Linked DNA regions of Rattus norvegicus: region 2 is linked to region 1. The links are chromatin contacts, called in public Hi-C maps. All regions are on one chromosome and are shown on one strand. The core of a region is the stretch at or near the end of the contact, and the rest is flanking DNA. Distances in the headings are between cores, read along the strand shown. Region 1 overlaps LOC120097002 (a long non-coding RNA gene). Region 2 overlaps LOC120097002 (a long non-coding RNA gene).

Region 1 (5,658 bases), core at 1,908-4,407:
TGAATAGTGGACTGAGAAAAGGAGGTTATCTCTCTCTAGTGTGAGTGAGCACCGTCCAATCAATCGAGGGCCACGTCAGGACAGAAGGGCACAAGGTAGAGCGACTTTGGTGAAGACAAGACAACAGCAACAAAACTCACAGTGACCAAGAGAGTAGCAGAAAAGCAGGCAGCTGGGCCGCTCTGGGCCTGCCCTTGGGCTTGGGACTTCTAGTTCTTGGCCCTGAAAACTAGGGACAGTACTTGGGGTGGTGCTGGCTTCCCTGTTCTCAGACCTTAGGGTGTGGACTGAGCACATCACCAGTTTTCCTGATTCTCTAGCTTACAGATAGGAGATCCTGGGACCTCATAGTTTTCACAATAGCCAGACTCTGCAAACGAATCTCCTTCTCATGTCTGCGCAGAAATGCACAAACTGTACGTTCATATTCTGTTGGCCCCGCTCCTCTGGAGACTCCAAACCCAAAGAGAAGAGATTTCTATACTGCTTATCGAGGATGAGGGCCACCTACACTCCACTGAGCGTAAAATGGGATTGGCTGAAGCTGAATTCATGCCTTCCGGTCAGCAATACAGGTTGAATAGTAGAAGGCACACGCAAGAATTTCACGGTGGCATGGCTTCAGAGTCCTTGCTCTGCAAATGTGAATCCCATCACTGTTGGAACGAAGAGCTGAGGTATCAGGTGATCTGTAGAGCCAAAGGAACGAGCGAGCTCTTGTTCTACACATGCCATGGTATATCTTGCAAACGAGAGGGAAAGAAACCAAGCACAAAATGCAAGCCTCCATGTGTGTGAATTACTGACCAGACACAGCCCATCCATAGGGTGTTAGGTAGTGGATACAGGATAGCGGGTGCCCTCTAGTGGTCAGTTGTGAGCAAGGGGGACAGAAGGCGAGCTCCTGGAATCTGTGAGTTTGGAATCTTACATGAGTTTGCAGGCTGGAGAAATCAAGGGAACAGAACACTAGCGAGATATGAATGTCTCTGCATACGTAATAACTGACGGCTTGTCTTTTGATTTTGTTTTTAATCATCGTTTAAAATCTAATGTAAAGCTGTGCACAGGATTCTCTATGAGACAGAAACTGCCACGGTTCATCTTCTGACAAGGTACATTCAAATCTCAGAGGAAACTTCAGACACTGCACTCGTTCCTCTGATAAGCCATACGGTTTCCTTTTCTGGGCTGCTCAGTGGGCGTGAGGACTGTGACCCCATTTGATAGAGTAAGAAAATGAAACTCAAGGGCTAGAGATGGTTCAGGGGTTCAAAGCTCTCCCAGAGGACCAGGCTTTGAGTCCCGGTATCCACATGGTGGCTCACAACCATCTGTAACTCCAGTGTCAGAGACCTGACAGGCTCTTCTGGCCTCTGGGTACCAGGCATGCATGTGCTGCAGGACATACAGGCAGACCAAACATCCATACACACACACATACACTCAATCAAGAAATACTTTTTAAAAAGACCAAAACAAACAAACAAACAAACAAACAAACAAAAACAAATGAAAGTGAGCCCAGCCTGGAATCCTTCTGCCCGTGCAGTTCCTGGTTCCGATCCCTCTGACTAAAGGCAGCAGCCCTCAGCACCATAACAGTGGGTTGTCTAAGGACCAGGGCCCATGGTTTCCTGCTGGTGTCCCAAGTCACAGGGACCCTGTGGCTCTGCTTTTCATTTTTTTCTCTGTGAAGTACAAAGATGATTTTATCCCGTGACGTTTTACATTAATTGCTAAGAGAAACTCACATTAAGCCTCAATGTTCCTCCATCCAACCGTGAGCGTTCCTTGTTCCTTGGTTTAGTGTCTCTGCTCTGTGTCATAAGCCTGGTACTGCCACCGTGTCATCTCACGGCCACGTTTCTTCTATAAGAACACTCACTCTGAAGCACTCTCAGGGCTTACGACAACAATGACTTGTATTGTGTGGTCTACCCAGTTCAATTGTATGTGTGTGCCTGTGTGTGCATGCATGTGTGTGCATGCTTGTGTGTGTGCTTGTGTGTGTGTGTGCACATGCACATGTGGGTGTATTTTTGTTTATTTGAGACAAGGTTTCATTCTGTGGCCCAGACCGACCTTGAACTCAGGACAATTTTCTTGCCTCAGCCTTCTGGATGCTAGGATTATAGGTGTGTACCACCATACTTGGCTTTCAACTTAGCAATCTTATGGTTTTGTTTGGGGACATGACGGCCTGGGAAAGGGAGAGGAGGAATAACAGAGAGAGTTGGGGGTGTTAGATGAGCACAGGACAATGTTGTGTATGCATAAAATGCTCTAACAAAACCTAGAACTTTGTATGCTTTAAAAATTAATGAATAGAACACTTCTTCAAAGGACCATGTTTCTAAGGAGCTTTGGCTCAAAATCGAATGGAGCTGAAGTGCACACTTTAGAACTTCATCATGGGAGGGGAAAACATCTTTAGGGTGGTCCAGAGGCCATGGCTGAATGTTATATTCAGCTCTGGGTTTTCTGGAAGAGGGTTATAAATCTCCTTTGATAACAGGAAATCGGTCAGTTATTAAAAGACAATTTTTCAGTTGCAGATTCCCAGAAAATATGCCAAGAAAGCCCTCTGCAGGTCCCGCAGGGAGGGCACCGTGTAGGTGCAATGAAACTGGAAATCCCACTGACAGGAGAAGCTCACAAACTCAACAGCCTTGAGTTTTATTTTTAGAAGATATGTTCAAAGAGGAAAAAGATTCAAAGGAATAATGGAGAAAGGAGGAATCTGGGGTTACAAGAGAGGCCCAGGCAATGCGGGCAGGGGGCAGATCAGCCCCCAAACCTGCCCTGCAAGGTGCCTGGAGTCACAGGCACAGGCAAACCGTTCTCTCTGTCAGGTCTCCTACCATGAGAGGGGGTGGACAGGCCTGGGCTCTCCAGCTTCCTTCCCGTAAAGCAAAATGCACAACGACAATCTACCAACTTCTACCTACACTGCCACCCAAACAGCGAAGATGAAATGTCCACGCTTCTGTGTCCCTACAGCAGAGGTGAGGTTTAAACGTCCCCACTGTCTTCCCTGCTGCCCTGGTCTGGAGGGGTATCTCACTTTTCTGCGTGTGGTCCTCAAGTCTGTGAGGAAGGCTATTTCTTGGAAGATCTGAGTTAGAAGAGAATTACGAAACTGGATTGCAAAGAATGTGACCTTTCACTGTGAGCTGCGGTCACACAGCACTTTGTCCTTTCTCTGTTTTGAAGGGACACTCACTTACCCATTAAAGTTATGAGGCACAAAACTCGGGGACGAATTCAAGGAGGACCCTATTTTTCAAATATTCGTTCTCTTAGGGCTGTGGAGATGGTGTGTGTGTGTGTGTGTGTGTGTGTGTGTGTGTGTGTGTGAGAGAGAGAGAGAGAGAGAGAGAGAGAGAGAGAGATTAAAGTTGTGTTTCTGTATGCCTGTTCTCAAACTTTGTAAGCCTGAACCTCTCAGCCACCCTGCTGGCTAGCTGGGGACAGGCTCTCCAGGGATGTTCATTTTGATCAAGCTCCTCAAATTATATTATATGTAATTACATGCATGGTGCATTTAATGAATTTCTGTCCCTGCAGTTAACTCAGAAAGATGGTGAGTTAGGGGCGTGTGTAGAACCACACGTGTCTCTGACCAAAGTGGTCTATGGGCCTGCTTGCTTCATCCAGCAAGCTGCATTGCTGTGAGAATGGGAAGTGTCCGCATGCACCTAGAAAGCATCTGGAGGGTCCTCCCTCTCCACCGCAGCCCTTCCCACAGTTTAAATTACTTTTCCTTCATTTCTCACTGTTAGAGCTTGAAATTTCACCTAAACCAACGGCGCTTACCCATAAACCTTTGGGACAAATACAACATCCCCAAGATGTGGGAGTAACAGCAGGAGTCACGTGTCTGGTACCTCCTGAAAGCTGCGTTGTCTTGTGATCCACACCCATGCTCTACCTGACACTCCCCCTTGTGTACACAGGCGTGCTGTGAACTGTCAGCACCTGTGCCTCTGTTCCTAGAGACAGTCAACCTGCCTGCTATAGGACAGAGTCGGTCTCCGTGTTCCAGGTGGGACCCAGGAGCAAGGGGTCGCTACTGTATTCTCAGAAAAGGCTTTGTAAAGCAGCTCTTCTTGACAGGACAGTGAAAGGCTCTGGCTGTGGGTGGAGGACCGCAAGCCTGGTCTTTAGATCCTAATACTAATGGTCTTATGAAGCAGCCCCTGGTCACAGATTCTCTCCATCCTCGGCCCAAAAGAGCCCAGGGACTTCTCCTTTTGAGGCACAGTGTGATGTGACGTTTTTATTTGATGGCCGGGAATGAAGGCCACACCTTAACCTGCCATGTGCCCTTCCCTTACCCCTTTCTCCTCTACGCCCCAATGCATACTTTTCTACTCAAATTGGAGGCAAGAAAATTGGAGTAATAGAACAGAGTATTTCTTATCACCACCATGATTCTTGATCTAAGTCAGTTTGTCAGTGTCTTAGTTAGGGCTTTACTGCTGTGAGCAACACCATGACCAAGGCAATTCTTATAAGGACAACATTTAATTGGGGCTGGCTTACAGGTTCGGAGGTTCAGTCCAGTATCGTGAAGGTGGGAGCATGGCAGCATCCAGGCAGACCTGGTACAGGAGGAGCTGAGAGGTCTACATCTTCATCTGAAGGCTGCTATGAGACTACTGACTTCCAGGCGTCTAGGATGAGGGTCTTAAAGCCTGTGCCCACAGTGACACACCTCCTCCAACAAGGCCACACCCACCCCAACAAGGCCACACCCACTCCAACAAGGCCACACCTCCTAAATAGTGCCACTCCCTGGGCCAAGCATATACAAACCATCACAGTCAGCATCTCCAACAACTTTATCTGATGAAGCTGTCACCGATTTGTTGGCTTAGCTTTATAGGACACTTTTGATACCAGGGCATTTGCATGTGAGATTCTGAAGCTGAGGCATTGGCCTCAGATGTAGACATAGTATGTTCCAGATGCTACGTTAGTCAACCAAGGTAACACCCAGCCACACAACCATAGCCACACACTTAAGTGTGCACTTATGTGTGTGAGTGTGTATGTGTGTCTGTGTGTGTGTGTGTGTGTGTGAGAGAGAGAGAGAGAGAGAGAGAGAGAGAGAAGGGGGAGCTCCAGGGGGAGGGGAAGGGGGAGGGGGAGAGGGAGGGGGAGAGGGGAGAGGGGGTAAGAGGAAGAGGAAAGACTATCCCCAAAGTTCAGTTAAAAAATCCTATTTAAACAACCAATAGTAGTAACACATGTAATCTTGATTTGCCGGGCGAGTGTAAAAAGGGAGCGTGCTGCTTTCATTCCAATAAACAACCTTTGCAGAACCTGGAGCGTGGCTTGAGGAACTTTGTGGTATGGTTTGGGCTTGAATCAAGCTAAGTGGACAGACTTCAGCCATTCTAACCCCGCTCCGCTGCTCCTTTAAACAAGGCACAGGCCGAGGGCAGGACACCTTTCTATATCTTTGCTTCTGTCCACAGTGGCTTCCCGTGATTCTCCAGGACCCAGCCACCATCGCACAGCACTGTCTCAAGGCTTCCTGGTGGACCACACTGCAGTACCTTCGTTTATACTGCATTCTCTTCTGAAAAGTTGCGTCCGATTGGCCAGCTGTAGCTTAACCTCAAAAATAGGGGGAAAGTTCCGTAAAAG
Region 2 (5,658 bases), core at 1,535-4,034, 56 kb before region 1:
TTATATTTCAGTGTTCCCGTGATCCGGCATAAGGTCTTTCGCACGCTGACATTCCATAACTTTTTGATGAATACATAACAACACTCATTTACCTGCAAGCCATGCTCCTCCACTGCCTTCCCTTCTGGAGTGAAAGGTCTGGGTGAGCCAGGCTGTGTGGGAGCCCAGGCTGCACCCATTCTTCAGGCTTTGGTTTCACAACTCCTTTTCTCTACCTGGAGCCAGCAAAGGTAAAGGAAGTGCCCCGAGGTGCACCCAGACCTGCCCACTCACAATACCAGCAGGGCTCTCATAGCTGACACGAAACGCAGCCTAAAGTTGAAACAAGATGGCATGTTCCCTGTCAGACTTGCAAGTTTAAAAGCACAACATCTGGGGTTGGAAGAAAAATCAATCCTAGACCTGAATAGGAGTATAAACTCTCTACAAGGCCATCAACAATGTGTGCTAAAAAACCTTAACAACGTCCAGTTCATTTGGATCTGACCGGGTGCACACTCTATGATACCCTAGCAGCATGTGCAATATTTTGTATGTTTTTATGTATCACAGAAAATAAAAACCGGGCTGAGCATTTCACTGCTGGGAATGTTAGGCAAAGGGCTGAGAGGCTTGTGGGTTATACTGAGATTCCACTGCGTATTTATTACTGAGAGTTAAGTGTATCAGCGAGCTCAACAGAAATGGGGATTTCTGTATATGTGGACTACTGTCCACACAGAGGTGAGAACGCTGCCATATTTGGAGAAGAATAAGGGGTAAAACTTCAAAACCTATGGGGGAGGGGGGTGGTGCTTTAAAATACATCCTGTGGCTACTTTTAAAAGGCGGTTTTAAGGAATTCCGAATAGTTCGATTTTGCTGAGTCAGGACACGGAAGTAGAGGAGGAAGACAAAATCCCAGTCACTTCTGCCTCCACTGCGGTCGGTCGCTACCAGTGTTTCCCCTCCCTTCTAAGACTCTAACTTGGTAACAGTAGCAGCAAAAGAAATCAGGCCTCGGTGGCCTAGAGAAGCAAGTGAGTGGTAGATTTAAAAACTTCCTTCAAGACAGAGTAAAAAAGTACCTTAGGGCTCCTCCCCTCAACCGGCTTAGAACACGGTGGAGTGTTACCATCCAGAATATCCACAAAGAGCGCTGAGGAGAATATGAGAAACATGTTTTTGAGCAAAACCTCTTGGAAGCTCTGTGTTCGGGGTCTATAAAGTTAAGGGTGAGAAGAAGGCAGAGAGCTGATATGATATAAACTGAGGACTACCTGGTGAGCTGCAGCCTGAGTCTCCCCTAGCCTCACTGTGTGGTGAGCTAAAGCCTGAGTTTCCCCCCCCCCCCCCAGGCTCACTGTGTGTAAAACAGCAATTTAGTGGGCTCTCCTGAAGAGAACCGAAGGAGCCAGTCGGGAGTCCGCACCCTTTAGCACCTCCCACCCGCAGGTGCAGAGGGCACTCCGGGAAGAATTCGAGGGAAACAACCTTAGACTAGATGCTCCCAGAATGCTCAGCCAGGGCTTTATTCTGAACTATTAACAGACCACATCCACACTGTAAACGAGAAGCTCTCGGGCAACAGGTCGTTCAGAACTGTGGTGGTTAAATTCCCAAATCCGAGACTTAACCACCTCTGCCGGGATTCAGAGGGGCGGGGCCTTAAGATGTCAGGGCAGAGCCCTCAGGGTGGATCAAGAGCTTTTCAGCACTTGAGAGTTGAAAGCAGATCCTGGCACTCTTCAGGCACCAGACCTGGTAGGGTCTCGATATTGGACGTTTAGGCACAACACCAAAACTGTGAAGAAGAAATGTCACTCAGTCTGTGGTGTTTTGTTACACCAGGACTTACAGAATAAGAATTTAAATACATGAATATTGGGAGAGTGACCCAAGTGCAGCAAAGGGAACATCCTGATGTAAACTCAGAAATTTGTACCTACTACTCTCTGCAAGGAAAAAAACCATTTTATTTAAACAAAGAGCTAATGTGTCTGGTTGCATTTTTTCCTAGGACTTCGAATTATTTTATATTTTATTGATTACTTGATAACCTGTTGCTGCTGCTGCTGCTGCTGCTGCTGCTGCTGCTGCTGCTGCTGCTGCTGCTGTTTCTTAGGACTACATGGTAGAGATTTTGATCATCCAGGTCTCTTTCTCTGGGTACCCCACGGACTGTCCACAGTGCTCCTGGTGAGTGCCAACACCTAGCTGTTCTGTAGTTACCTTGAGTTGTCCCCCTACCCCCTTTAACACATCTATTTTAATTTCTAGGATTTCCCTTCCCTGATAGAGTTATAAAAAGCCCCATTTATTCCTCCATGACTCTGGCAAGAAGAAAGTTCTTTCCTTTTCTTTTTTCTGTTCTTATCACCCCTTCATGTTGGACTTAATCGAAGGTTCCCAGGAATACAGTTTTCAGACAGGAAGTAGATTCATAAGCCTGCCAGTGTTTGCAGGAGTCACAGCCTCAGTGACATGTAGTCTTTGAATGTATGAACCCAGGCTTGTCCAGGGCTGTGGCTCTGCTTTATCTGGTATCTCCAGCAAATGTAGAAATGAAGAGTTTTTCTTTTCTTGTCTCTTTCTCTACAAGACAGCTATTATCCCGTTTTTTTTTTTTAGTGGTTCTGTTTTTAGAACTGCACTGCAGAGTCCCCATGGAGGGGACATGGTCCTCACCTTGAACTTACTTGTTGTTAGATTTTCCCCGGTCTGCGAGTCAACTCTCGTGGCCCTAGCTCCAGGAGGTTCCACATGGGAAACAATCGCCGGATTGTTGGAACTCAGAGCCGGAACACAATGTGAGAGTTGTTCCAGTGTGGCTCCTGCTGACCTGCTGCTAAACTAAGAAGCTTAGTGTCCACAGTGCAATCCCTGGGCCCACTTGAGAGGAAGAGCAGAGCCGAGAAGCGGCCATGACTCCTTTGATGATGCAACTGAGTACAATTTCACATACAGGGACAAGTCTGCTGCAGACTTGGTTTTAACATACGAGAAACGAAAGACAAGGGCTACATTTGCGGGGCTTGGCTGCTGCTGCTGGTGGTGGGTATTTTCTCTTACAGCTTATAGTTCGTTATAGTTCGTCAGAGAGCAAGCGGGAGGCAGAGACTGAAACAGGCCGTGGAGTAGGCTCATGGCTTACTTCCTACTTCCCGCTCAGTTTGGTTTCTTACACCATTGAGAAACACCTGCCTGAGATAGGCACCATCCACGTGAGCTGAGCAATCCTACCTCAATCATTCACCAAGACAATGGCCACAGGGTTGCCTCCAGGCAAGTCCTACAGAGCCAGGTCCTCTGTTGAAGGTCCCTCTCTCCAGAGGGCTCTAGTTTGTGTCAACTTGGCAGAAAACTAGACAGCACGCTCACCAACCTGATGTTTCCACCAATGTATTTGAAAAAGTGTCTTGATTTATGATGTTCTTTGTTCTATAACTGTAAAAACTGGCATGCAATAGTTATCACGTTGGAACATAGAACTTTTGGAGTAACCCAAACCTGTGTTCCCAGGCCATACTAGACGACACCATCTCATTCCCTTTGAGAACAGAGCTGTGGTTCTTCTTTTTAATTACACACACACACACACACACACACACACACACACACACACACACACACACACACACACACTTTAGTCAGACTTTTTAAAATAAAAAAAAATTCACACAATATACTCTGGTCATAGTTACCCTTCCCTCCCGCTCTCCCAGACCCTCCTTCTTATGCATTTGACTCCAAACTTTCTCTCTTTAGAAAACAACAGGCAAACAAAAACAAACAAACCAGAATTTAAAAAAAACATAAGTAAAGCACAGAGAGAGAGAGAGAGAGAGACAGAGAGACAGAGAGACAGAGAGACAGAGAGAGACAGAGAGAGACAGACAGACAGAGAGCAAAACCCATAAAACACACAAACTTGGAAACCATAATAAATATGCCAAAACAAAGCATTACGAGATGAAGATGCCATTGAGTTATTCTGTGTTGGCCATCCACTGCTGGGCATGAGGCCCACCCTTCACTGTAGTTTATACACCCAGTCAGACTCCATTGAAGGAGTTAAGTTTTTCCTTTGCCCGTGTTTGTCAGAGATGGCTTCTTGGTTAGAGATGGGAGCTCATGTCCATTTAGCAGCCCACTCGGTGCTGGGACTGTGTCTGCCTGGGGCCTGTCATGCTGCCACAGCCTCTTTGAGTTCATGTGCACATCAGTCCTGTTGTGTTTGGAGGATACTGTTTCCTTGGTGTCCTCATCCCCTCTGCATAGCTCCCTGAATGTGTATGTGTGTGCGTGGGGGGGGAGTGATGATAAAGACATCCCATTTATGATGGAGAATTCCAAAGGCTCTCACACTCTGCACATTGTTCAGGTGAGGGTCTCTCTGTATTAGTTCCCATTTACCACAGCTGGGAGCTTTCTCTGATAATGACCGAATGAGACACTGATCTGTGGCTATAGCAGAATGTCATTAGGAATCATTCTATGGCTGTCCCTTTAGTAGAACAATAGTATTTGGTTTTCTCCTAGGACCATGGCTTCATGCAGGCAGGTTACCATTGTAGATCTCAGCGTTTGTAACTGAGTTGGTAGGGTAGTACCTTTATCCTCTGGTACAGGGCAGAATACCTCCCAGTACCATGAGCATGGGTCAGCAAGAGTGAAGGGTTTAGTTACGCACAAGCTTGACTTCTCCATACTCAGGTATGATGTGGTGTCTTCAGCAATGCGGCCTTAACATCAAGTTGTGGACAGGAACCAAGAGCTTGGCCACAGCTTGAGATGTTTGGGGTTTCCATGGGGCCTCTTTGGCCAACAGCTCAATTACATGTAACCTATTCCTGGCACTGAGGTTTCCCTTGGTGGTAAAAGATGTCCAGGTGGGGCATTATCTCCCCTGGTATTTGGTGATTCCATTTAGATTTCTTTCATATATGTACATATTTAAATTTTTTCTACTGTAAGTTTCCATATGATCCCTCAAATATACCTTAGTTAGTTGTCCCTACCCGAATTTCCCTCCTTTTCCCCCTCTTCACTCCGTTTCGATTCTAGTCTCTACCCTGTCTTTCTATAGCTATCTATTTGATTTCCCTTGCCTTGAGAGAGCCTCCTCTCCCCATAGCCCTGTATTCTATTCCTAACCTTGTGGCTACATGGATTGTAGCATGCATGATGAAGGCTTAAAAGCTAACATCCATATATAAGAGAATGCATGCCATGTTGGTCTTTTGGGGTCAGGATCACCTCACTCAGGATGATTCATTTCTAGCTATATCCATTTACCTGAAAATTGAATGGCTTCATTTTTTAACAGCTGAATAATTTCATTGTATAACTCTACCAAATGTTCATTATCCATTCGTCTACTGATAGGCATCTGTTCCAGTTCTGGCTAATATGAATATAGAACGATAAACACAGACGAGCCAGTGTCTCTATGGTAGGATGTGGAGTCCTCCAGGGATACTCAACAGTCCTGTGGCTGGACCTTGGGGTGGATCCATTCCAGCTTCCTGAGGAACTGACACCCTGATCTCCATAGTGGCTGCACAAGTTTACACTCTCACCACAGTGGAGGAGTGTTCCCTCACCCCACATCCTCACCAGCATAAGATATCATTTGTTTTATTGGTCCTAGCTGTTCTGTCTGATGTGAGATGGAAT

The links. A called contact is a pair of places that touch in the nucleus more often than the background predicts.
Region 2: a Hi-C map of Schwann cells shows a contact between it and region 1, with 2.2 times the contacts expected there. The contact joins two enhancer-like sites. A contact is called at or near these places in 6 of 12 Hi-C or Micro-C datasets (Schwann cells, frontal cortex, kidney and 3 more).

What each region holds. Positions count from the first base shown.
Region 1 is chr15:38,845,335-38,850,992 of GRCr8, reverse strand. All of the region lies in intron 3 of LOC120097002 (a long non-coding RNA gene), which reads right to left. Among named protein-coding and RNA genes, the nearest start is that of Spata13, 110 kb to the left of the region's middle. Within about 2 kb of position 3,157, at least 2 of the 93 cell types and tissues checked have an H3K27ac peak or open chromatin away from gene starts, as enhancers often do. A contact at or near this core is called in Schwann cells, where this site is marked.
Region 2 is chr15:38,900,692-38,906,349 of GRCr8, reverse strand. The region is part of intron 3 of LOC120097002 (a long non-coding RNA gene); the gene reads right to left. Among named protein-coding and RNA genes, the nearest start is that of Spata13, 51 kb to the left of the region's middle. Within about 2 kb of position 2,784, at least 38 of the 93 cell types and tissues checked have an H3K27ac peak or open chromatin away from gene starts, as enhancers often do. A contact at or near this core is called in Schwann cells, where this site is marked.